Linked DNA regions of Sander lucioperca: region 1 is linked to region 2. Evidence: chromatin contacts called from public Hi-C data. All regions are on one chromosome and are shown on one strand. The core of a region is the stretch at or near the end of the contact, and the rest is flanking DNA. Distances in the headings are between cores, read along the strand shown. Region 1 holds the start of grhl1 (grainyhead-like protein 1 homolog). Region 2 holds the start of mboat2a (lysophospholipid acyltransferase 2).

The links. Hi-C and Micro-C count contacts between places; a contact is called where the count stands out from the background.
Region 1: a Hi-C map of liver shows a contact between it and region 2, with 3 times the contacts expected there. The contact joins the promoter of grhl1 here to the promoter of mboat2a in region 2. A contact is called at or near these places in 2 of 2 Hi-C or Micro-C datasets (liver and muscle).

The regions. Positions count from the first base shown.
Region 1 is chr18:11,743,225-11,749,014 of SLUC_FBN_1.2, forward strand. It overlaps grhl1 (grainyhead-like protein 1 homolog), which reads left to right and starts at 1,381. Exons shown (of 16, transcript XM_035994833.1): 1 at 1,381-1,604; 2 at 3,803-3,992; 3 at 4,265-4,338; 4 at 5,166-5,299; 5 at 5,389-5,624. The coding sequence starts at 1,585.
Region 2 is chr18:11,588,314-11,594,339 of SLUC_FBN_1.2, forward strand. It overlaps mboat2a (lysophospholipid acyltransferase 2), which reads right to left and starts at 1,726. Exons shown (of 13, transcript XM_031278969.2): 1 at 1,106-1,726. The coding sequence starts at 1,189.

The sequences.
Region 1 (5,790 bases), core at 131-2,630, 150 kb after region 2:
AGCTCACAAAATGCTCAAAGATGTAAACGGACAGATCTAGAGCGTTTCAATTTTTATGGATTTACATTTCTTACAAAAATTGTAATCAATTGTTTTATGATCAAGTGATCCAACAAAAGGTTTCAAAACTATTGATTAGCGGCCAAAACAACCATCTCACCACAAGGTCCATTTAGTGGAAAACTCTCTGTTCTGGAGCTTTCGACCAGGATCCGTATATAAATTGTAGATGTTCAGGTTTTAATTATTTTTTTTCAAGCAATTAATTGTAATCAGGTCAATAACACTATAAATCTAAACAATAAACCAAACATAAAACATATTCATATTTTATGCACCGATCCAATACTGATATCCATTCAGATCCTGACATTTTTAAGCAGATTATAGGACCATGACATCAAAGGATAGGTAGACAATTTTTTAAGTCAGTCTCTGAATTTTGAACTTACTGTAAAAGACATTAACTACAGAAGATACTCACTTGATTTGTCTAAGTCAGACTGCTGAAACCTCATATTTTCTTTGGATAAACTTTAGAGTAAAGCCTATATGTACAGAACAAAGCGTGGGTTTTTTAATGGCCACAGCAAGTAAAACCTGTTTCAATGTTCATGTGGGCACCTGACTGAAAATGTTGAACCAACACTTTAAAAACAGCTTCTTTGTCGATGTCATTATAAACTGAGTCAATTTTAAGCCTCATGTTAACTTACATTAAATTGATTTTAGTGATCTCCATGCAGTGATGATTACAGATTTGACATTTGGGGAAAAGAGAGCACTGTATCTGGTCAGTACTCAATACCTGCAGATACACATGCGTTTTTTTATGATAATTATTATTTTTGATTCTCATTGGAGGACAGGCATTCCATACATATAGACTACATTACTGAACATAAAGTCTTCATACCTAAAACATACATAATTACCATTACTGCCCATAATGCTGCAGTAATCATGAGAAGATGTTCCTTGCTCCAGTCCTTAAATTAGCACCCCACCACTGATTTGTGCAAACACATTCATCAGTTGTATAGTTGTAATATTCATGCATCTTTAGTTTTTTTTAATAATTTTTTTCCCTTTAGTGTTTTATCCGTTTTTTTCTTTTAATCACCTTTGTTTTAACCTTAAACCCTTTAATCACGTTTTTAAACAAATTATGTAGGCCTAGCCAATTTGAACATAGACATTATTTCTTTCCAAATGAATAACCCAATGATAAAATCACAGCTGTTAAAACCTGCTCCTCCTCTGGCTCACCCTGAGTCCTTCTACAGCTCTCAGGTAGGCCACCAGATGAGCCAATCACAACCTCGGAGAGGGTAATTGACAGTTGGCCCCGCCCTCCCAGACACCTGTAATCCAATCCGCGGGCCTGTCATAGGTAAAACCGGCCTTAATATCTAAGCATTGCCCCAAAAAAGCGAGAAAAGCCGACAAAACCCGTTCTCTCACTAGGGGACACCTTGTTTGTTGCCGCGGCCCTCATCCAGCGTTAGCGGCGGAGTTTTTCACGGTAAAGAAGACGGATCGGATTTTCAGTACCAACTAGAAAGTCCAGTTCGACCGACAGAGATGTCACAGGAGCATGACAAGTAAGTTGTCCTGACGCTCCACTTTTAGCCTGCAGAACGAGCACGAGACACTATAAGCTTGTAATACTGACTGTAAATATTTTTTGGAATTTTTATACTTTTTCTGTGAGTTCATTGCACAGACCGATTTTAAAATCCGAGGAAACTTTGTGGTCCACCTCTGACCTGCGGCTGCTGATATTTAAGCATTCTTTTAGGATTATTTATTATAGATTCTTTCTTTTTTAAACAAGGGAAGTTTACTTTAAGACTGGGCTGCCAAGTGGGAAAGCGATTATATCTCATAGTTTCCCATGGTGTAACTGCGCTCATTTCACCTGTCATGTTCAAGCCTGTACAGGTGTATCTCCACCTGTCGTGCGAGCAGAGGCGCCTGTTAGAATAACGCCTGTTGGTTTTGCTTTAAGCTCTAGAAGTTATGTGGATAGTCTTAATTATGTTTATTCAGGAATAAACATGGACCTCAGCAGCATGGAGCTGTCAGCTAAAGAAAGCTGGCTCTGCAGATGGTTATTCTATTCATGTAAGAGTTTTGATCAACAGCTTCACTAAAAAAGTATTCTTTTTTAAAGATGAATAATTTTCATGTTGATATAAATGCTTAGCCTATATTCTGTATGTTTTTGAGGTCAATGACAAGGAGAATTTTAAGGGGAGTGAAATTGTACACCTGCTAGGCGTTGGCTCGCCTTTACTAACACAGACAATGTAAGCAAGCACAGGACCTTATGAGGTTTTGGTGGATTTTACTATAGGCTATATGACTACATGACTCAAATGTTAAAAATCTTAAAATAGAGACTACATGCACACTTCTAAATGTTAAAGGGTTTTTTTCATGCTTTTGTACATTAAAAGTGACAATCTGTTAATGTATGCTGCATTACTGACTACAAGCTAAATCAATCAAAGTCGTCTTTGTTTTGGTTTAGTAATGGATTACATTTCCTTAGAGTTTTATTGCCAGTTAATAATGGATCTTATCAGGTTGCATTATATGAATAGCACAATTAGATATAAGATTACTAATTATCACTTTGCTTTGACCACTGAGAGGGAAAAAAGCTATGTTTGTTGTAGATACTCAATGTGGAAACTGAGCCAGTCCGTTTGTACTTCATCATAATTACTTTGTCGTGGCAGAAAATCCAGCAGACAGATTTGGTGGCAGGATGATTGAATGTGTGTGTAGTTTCTAAAGTTTGACACAGAAAGCTAGTGATCTATATGAAACTTTAATAACAAGAGCTCGACTAATGACTTTTCCTTGTTTTAGGCGTTACGCTTAACCCATCTAAGTAAATAGAAGCTGAGCAAACATTACAATTTACAGTAAATAGGCATGTTCAGTGTTGAAATTTTGAATGTATCTCACTTCTCGAAACTGAAGCTTAATTTCCTTTTAAATTCAAGCTGTTTACCTGAGTTCAATGAACTTAAATGTACCCCTTTAATACCACTGCAAGCAGATGAGACACATAGAAACACAAGCCGTTGTGTTCTAATTTGTCCAACTGAGTTCTGTTTAGCAATGACTCTAAAGGCCTCACAAGGCGGAAGAGGAGGAGAGGGATGCAGCCGGTGACTTAGAATAAAAACTCATGATTCTCTTACAAAAAAAAAACAGTAGCATGGCGCTGGAATGTGGCAGGGTCAGGTGCGTCATTTGCGGTCAGTTCTCAGCCAATGAGAAGTCCCCGAACCAGAGTCGTCACACTGGATGAGCCTGTAGAGCATCTTTCGCTAGAGACACTTCAGTGGTTCGATGGCTGAGAATTGTTGTGCAATCATTGAAAAGCTTGAACAACAGGTCTTACAGATAAAGAACATCTACATGGTTGATCTCTCGCTCTTATAACCTGTTTGTGTGTTCTGAACGAGGTTTTGGTTGTACTTCTTGGCTTTGTAAACTGGTACATGTCAGTGAGGAAAATAAATCATTTATATGCTTGATAAGAAGCTCATATAATCCAGAGTCTATATCTGCTATTTGTCACCATGATTCAACATGATGACAACATTGCATCCATAGAGTATATTTAAAGTAATGCCATCAATTGTTGACATCAACTGAAACATGATTTGATAAAGATAAATGACATCACATAAGCACATCTCTGCATTAAAAAAAACATTAGCATCTTAATAATTTGGTTAGTACACAGCAACTTATGAAACATCCTCTTCTTTTCTCGCAGTAAGCGTGCGGTCCTGGTTCTCCAGAACGAGCCGGGCTATGGCGGCCAGCGTCGCTCCTTCACCACAGAAGATGAAGCCTGGAAATCCTTTCTGGAGAACCCACTGACGGCTGCCACCAAGGCCATGATGAGCATAAACGGAGACGAGGATAGCGCAGCAGCTCTCGGCCTGCTCTACGACTACTATAAGGTAACAGGAAAACCTTAAGAATTACTGTCTTGACCATGCGGGAAATAATTCTCCAACTTTCTGAGCTCTTTTGTCAAAAATTCACAGTGGATCCGGAAGCAATCAAATCAGGCTTTACCTATATGATCTTCCATACTGACATCCGACAATGAAGCAGCATCTGTTAGACAGAGCCCTATGTCATGTAACTGATCTATAGACAGCAGGATGACCCGGCTTGTTGGATGTGATGTGGTCAGACGCTGAGCGGCTGTGTTTACCCTCCCATACAGGTGCCCAGGGAAAAGAGAACAATAACCCAGAGCAAGCCAGAAACACTGGTCTGTGATGTGGATCCCAACAAAAGGTAAGCAGCAGCCCTCACCTAATACCACCCCCCTTTAAAAAATAAGAGCATGAAAAGCCGAGGGGATCTACAGCATGAAAGGAACAGAGGGATTCAAGCTATTTCACATTCTCTGAATTTTATGCATACATTTGCATATTTATGTAGAAGCAGTACAGTGTGCAGCCTTAACTGCTCATTTATTAAAATCTATTTAAAACTGTACACATATTCATCTGTGGAGGACCACTTTGTTTCTCCAAAAAGACTTTTCAGGAAGGAAAACAGCCTTGGTTTTAGCTTGAACACAATTAAGGAGTCTCTCCACTAGATTTGCTCTTCATTTAAAGTTAAAACACACAGCTATACTAACTTTTTTTATCAGATGATCTCACTGAGACGCAAAAAGAATGAATATAAGCAGTCATATGTGTCATAAGTGTACAATATACACATGTCAAATAACAGATAAAGCTTTAAAATATCTAAGGAGAATAAAAGAATATAGCCTGAGAGCTACTAATTCCTTTTAAATGGTTATCTAAGGGTAATCAATCAATCAATCAATTTCTCTCTAAATTGGTTGCACAGCAGTGAAAACATAAATTAAAAACACTAATCACATGAACACATTTACAAAACAGAAAAAAACACTGAGAACAGGTTAAAATATGAGTAAAAAAACATATAATCTTAATGTTAATTAGAATATAGGTCCTGAAAGGGTATATGTGCTCATGTCAGGGTATATGAAAGAGTTAATGTTAGTTTTGGTTAATGGGCTTCACAATATGCTGGATAACACTTCAAATCCAATACTACATATGTGCTGTTTTTCTTTGATGCAGACACCAGCTCCAGTCTGGACACACCATGGCTCCTCATCAGGACGGCGGTATGGAGAACAGGATCCAGGTCCTTAAGGGGCCCTTCAATATTCTTCAGCTGGCCCAGGACAAGAGGGCCCAGTTTCCCTCACCAGGTCTGTTCACATTTTTTTTAAATAAAAAGACACAAGCAGCTTAAAAACAGAAAACCTGATCGTCAGTTTGCTGATTTTTTTCTACTCAGACACGACCGTCACTGTTTCCATTGCCGCCATGCCAAACTACCCGTCTGTCAAGACAGAGGTGCCCACCCACGGCTTCTCAGTGACCGTGCCAAACAACTGTGCCGAAACTGACGGCCATGTGAGTGTCTTTGAACGCCAGCTCACCCACAACACGGTCCAGTTCAGTCCCAACACCCAGTCACGCACGCCCCCCGACTCCACCTTCTCTGAGAGTTACAAGGATGGTTCCCAGGAGGTGTGTGTTTCGATCCCCCTTTCTTAACCCCACTAATGCTCTCCCTATACCCCTCCCCCCCTCCTCTTTGCTCTCCTCTCCACTCTCAGATCTCTCCCATCACACAATAGGATATTCACCTGATCCCATGGAGCCAGCGGTGGGCTCAGCCTTCCCTGGTTTTATT
Region 2 (6,026 bases), core at 476-2,975:
GCTATGGAAATGTACTTTGCATTTGCATGTGCAATTGTGTAGGTGTGGTGCCTGTGAATGTGAAAATGACAATGTATTTGCAATGCAAACATTTGCAGACATTTTGCAATGAATTCCACTTCAGAAAATTATCACTAGCTATTATATATTATTATAATTATTACTATTACTATTATAATCCCATAATTCCAGGCTAATCTCACCTACAGTGGTTACCCAACCCATTTCAGCGCTGCCTCAAAATGTGAGAAGACAGAGACAGAGAAGGTGTGGTGCTCTCTGTCATTACAGATGAGCAATGGTGACCAGCAAAGTAATCTGTTACCATGAACCACATGTTTGTTTTTAACTATATTTTGACCTGGTTTAGGTTTGCAAATGTAAAAATACATGATCTTTAATTCCTACAGGATTGGATTTCTAAAACATAGGCTTTACCTGAAAACCACATATAAACTGCATGGCTTTCTCCAAGTAGTGCTTCAGGTGCCTTTGAACTGAATAGTGTCATGCCAACTCCAACATCTGATTTCATCAGCAACTAACGTTACAGGTTCCTAATATTTTCAATCTTTGGAAACCATTTTACATAAAACTAGATTGTGTTGTCCGTTTCTTAACAATGCGAAAACTGTTACAATATAGCAGATTGGTCATTGCGGCCTACACACTATTATATGGCTAACGTTAATTTAGGTGAAATGTAACTAGTTAATCCAGATTATAGTTAGTGATACAATGAAAGGCAGACCAAAGCCTCTCCGAGGAGCTTCAGACCCCAGTTTAGGAACCACTGGATTAGGTTTTTGGGCATCGATGGGAAAAGACAAAAGGGATTAGCTGTAGTGTAGCTTTTGAAAGGGGGCTACCTGATGATAGTGAAACAAATCAGTGATTGCACTCGTTTTCAGTAAATCCGCAATGTAACGATAACATATGACGTTAAAGGCTAAGCTAACGTTTGGGAAGAACAGCGCTGCGCATTATCAGTCTCTGCTAATGTTTTATGCACTTGTGCTAGCGAACTACGATGAATGTGCTGTGTAAAATGTATTCTCAAGTCAGGCGGTTCGTGGGTTGATATTTTCTCCATCCTAAAACATACCTGGTCAACAGGGAGATTGATAATTTCGCTGATTGGCTGCAAAAGAGTAGATCCAGTACATGATGCTGTCGTTTGCGTAGCCATGCTTGGTCGGTGTGCTTAAATCCTTTCTTTCTCCTTCCTCCGGTTCCTTTCACTCCCCTCGGCTGCTGCGATGATAAATACACTGCTGCTGCTGCTGCTGTTGTTGCGACGGACTGTATGGTTGTTATACACAGCACACATCCAACAAAGAGTACAAAATGACGACAAGATTTTCACTGCTCGACCACTTTCTCTTCGGTCTAACGTTCGATAGGAGCAAAATACGTCGTATTGTTAAATAGGAGTCGGCGAGAGTGGCGTTTTTGTTTTAATCGCTGTTACATATATTTGATTTAAATTAGCGTAAGCGGTGGCGTTTTAGGTAGCAGCCTACTCTACTGACAACATGTTAATACTCAATTTCTCGTTTTAAGGCGTTCCTGTTGTGCGCATTTGTAGTATGTCTTGTGTCAAAAAGCAATATTTGCGCCGGTTTTTACATGAAAAGAGAGATTGTACCTTTTGCTAGCTACCCTTTTTGGTGCCTACTCATTAAGTTTTTAAAATATTTGTACGCTACCCACGACTGGACCATGGTTACTATGACAGTAGAGTAAGACATGAACTATCTTAATAGCAGAGTCTCTTTGACAACAATAGAAATGGTGATAATGTAGGTGGAGAGATGGCGGCCCAGCCCTCCGTTATTATAACCATATATTTTGACCTATCGTGTGGAGACAGGGAATCCATCAACCAATACCACTTTGTAAATGGAAGAAGGGTCTTGATTTACAGTCCTCAAGGCAAATTGAAACTGAATAATGGTGACTGTCGTCACTCCCCACTCTTTGCCCCACCCATTTCACATAGCATTCCACACATGAAGGACAAAAGTGTGACGTAAGGGGGCATTTGGCAGGCTTCATTTGAGGAAATGACTACAGTGAGGCCAGTGATGGTTGTTCAAAGCAAAAGACCTGCATCTGCACTATCTGCACTCGTATTTTTAACTGTTTAAAAAAAAGAGATTAAGAGCTCTTAAATGGTGACCACACACACACACACACACACACACACACACACACACACACACACACACACACACACACACACACACACACATTTTGACATTGTGCAAACATTTAACAATCTAGACATGGACATATAGCCTATTACGCTTTTTTATTAGATGTATTTTGTCAATAGATCATTGGACACAGATGTAACCCATTTCTTGTGTCAAATTATATATTCTTGAATATATTTCAAATCTACATTGTATTTTTTAGTTGTAAGACAGAAGAAGCGAAATAAACATAGAAACATAGGGCAGGATGTTACCTTTCCCTGCATAATATTGATTGCACTGCATCATGAAATTGTTTAAAGCTCCTTGCGGCGAATTTGTGATATTGGGCTATATAAATAAACTTGACATGGCAATGAAAATATGAAATATCTATATGAAGTATTTAAGGAACAAAAGATTTTGTAATTCATGTGATAACAACTGTCGGGGGTACAAATGCCATGTTCTATTTGAATGTAAAAATACAAGCAATATTTGCCTAAATGCTTTGTAAGCCGCCCGTCCATGTTTAAACTTGTGTTGTAGACAGATAATTTAAGGATAGTATGTGGATTAGGTGCCTTTTTGAGCAACATGCCCTTTTTTAAATGATTTAGTTTGTGTTAAGGATCTATTTTGGCTATTTATCTTTGTACTGATGTTTTCTACTCCATACCACAATGTATGGTCTAAGAGTGAATGAATGAATGAATGAATGAATCTGAAAATCAAGTTACTGCAAAGACAGGATAAAGGGACCACTACAGTTTGTTTATGAAAATTAAGCTATTGTGATCAATCAGATAGCTACTGGTTACTTGGATTGTTATGCAATAGCCTCTGGCAGCAGCCTTTTATTTATTCACTGTCTATAAGCACCACCTAATGGTTTAAAGTATGTTCCCCAGAAACCTACTTAGATACAATTTAGTAAATACATATATTGTATTTCCTTAATAAAACAGGAAATATTTCCATAAGAAAGGATTCAAATTTAAGGACATGCACAGAAGAATGTTATACCATATTCATAATTCATCAAACTGTTTAAACTTATACTATGATTTTTTTTAACCATTAATTCTACATTATTCCTCTGAAGTTGTGACTTTGTAATTGAAGATTTTATCTCTGATATAATAGTTATGTTTTGTTTGAATAAGGTTTGCAACAAGGCGCAGTAGCCAATAGAGGGCAGCACTATACCTTACCAATGCCAACTCATCTGCTTTCACTTTTGTTCATTTAGGGCAGGGAGTTCCAACACAAAATTAGAATTTTTCAAAAGTATGTACAATGCCAGAAAGGTAATCATATAAGGTTTATGAATCAAGACAGAAAGTTTTGCACCATGTGTTGTGCTGTCACTACATCATTGTCAATATGCTTATCATCAGCAAAACATCAGTTTAAAATGCTCTGAATGTAGATGGATTTGTCATACCGATACTGACACAAGTAGCATTTTGATACAAATACACTCAAATTTAATGTGATTTCAAATTCAAAAAGGGACAGTGCTAGACAATAAATAGAAAGCTGACTATGCATATCACTCATCATGTATACTCTTTTCCTCAGTTATTTCTAAATATTTTCTCCCAGGAACAATATCACGGGTTTGTGACCTCTGTACTCTTACTTTTGATTATTACGAAGAGCATCAGCTCACTGATGAGGATGGCACAGTGAAAAAATGAAAATGTCAAGCATAATTGATCAGATAAACTACAGATGCACAGATAACCAAATTGTGACTCCATGAGATCAAGAAGAATAAAAAGCAGATGTGTTTAAGCACAAAACAGTCATGACCTTTAGGTGCATTGGTAGACGGGTTCCAGTTATGTACATCTGAGCTGGGGGAGGAAGAGTAAAAAAAGGAAGTGAAGCTCCACCACATAATAAATGAAAGCAACTAGATAATCAAATGAGCTAATGTAAGGCAAGGCATTACATGTAAACAGCTCAAGCTAGTGGAAAGTGATTATTTAAAAACTGGCTGATGAACCGTATATGCCCTCGAAATACATCAAAGTAAACTGCAAAACCAGCATTTGTTCATTTGCATGCAGTGCTACGATTAATGATATACATTAGCCTATACTTTGTTATAAATGTGACCTCCACATTGTATTGTGTGTTTGTAAGCATCATGTTTTATCAGAGATTTTTTACCATAGAGACGTAATGATGGCAGAGCCAGCTTTAGTGGAATTACCTTGGCCTTGTTTTGTGTTTGTGCAATATTGTTTTTACTTCTTGCTGTTATTTGTGAAGCAAAGCTGTGTGTGTGTGTGTGTGTGTGTGTGTGTGTGTGTGTGTGTGTGTGTCTGTGTGTGTGTGTTAGGAATGTTCTTGTTAGATTTGTGTTTTCTCATTAACAGTCTGTGTATTTGTAGCATTAGCACACCCTTTTCTTACACTTACACTTACACTAAACACACATGTTTTGTGCTTGCAGTCCCAGTGGTAACAGAACCTGTAATTGTGCACCACACCAACACTCTGCTTTAATTGCACTTTATGTTTTAAATGTCAAAACCTTCTGCAACTTGCTGTGGAGCAATGCATTTAAGGGAACCTGATTTTGAATCCAAGTCAATTTGTTTGTATGTGGAAGAATGACTCAGTGCATAGTGTGTGTGCGTGTGTGTGTGTGTGTGTGTGTGTGTGTGTGTGTTTATTAATGCCAAGCAGTCCCTTCTCTTTTCCTCATGGACTATATCACTACACTCTCTGAAACACTCACCATGCACTTTATGTACTACCGCTCTTATATAATCAGCATTAATCATTCATAATAACTACACAAAGAGATAAAGTATGACTTTAAGTCGGCTAGGGAGACAGAGCTTCATTGCATTCATGTCACTTCACTCAACTGTGTTTTTGTCCTTCCTCAACGATATCCAATTAAACCCACAATCATGAAGCGAGACACAGTTCGTTAAGTTGGCATCGTCATGGCAACCCCATCCCCTTTCTCGTCGCCTCTCTCACAGACTGATACTCCACCTAAAGAGCTTGGTTTTAGAGGGGAGAAAAGAGATGGTGAGAAAGAGCAGGGCGAGACAAAGCCTCCACTAATCTATTTAAAAGGCTGTAGCAGCATGTGAATGAGTGGATGAGTTACCGGAGGTTCCCACTCATACATAATGAAGGTCAGGCAGCTCACAAGTGTATGCATGTGTGATAGCTTTGCATTTCTCTTTCCTTTTCTTGTTTTTTTTTCTCTTACAAAAATACTCATATCATGGTGTGACTCACATTTGTTTATAAGATAAGCTGTATGGCTGATCTGTATTGTGGTGACAAAGTCCATAAGCTCCTTTTATAGTCAATAGTTCATGTTTTGCACTCAGGCTTGCTCCTCCAGGGACATGCAGCATTTCTCTTTACAGATCAGACAGGAAGTGTCTTTGTGTTTGGGGGTCAGGCCAGAGTCGCCCCACCCACCCCCATGTGGACGAGGCTTCTTGAAATAGAACGTCCCAAGAGATGAACATGCACTTTTTATTTACCACAACAATCCTCTATGTTTAAAAATCATGTTATGACTCTTGCACTGTCTTTCTCCCCTTCCCTCTCTCTCTTTCCATCTTGGTTTAGCAATGCCTGCAGACACAGAATGCTTACTTAGCAAGCAGACTGTTGACCATTTAATGGTTCTGCATTCCCATTGGGATTTCTCCAGGAGCACATTATCATCATCACTCAAACTAGTTCAGCAGTACAACCTGCGGGAGATGTTGGTTAAGACAGAGGCCATATTTTTCAATCAATAAACAGTGTTACCCAATCAATATGCTCTTACTCACTGAC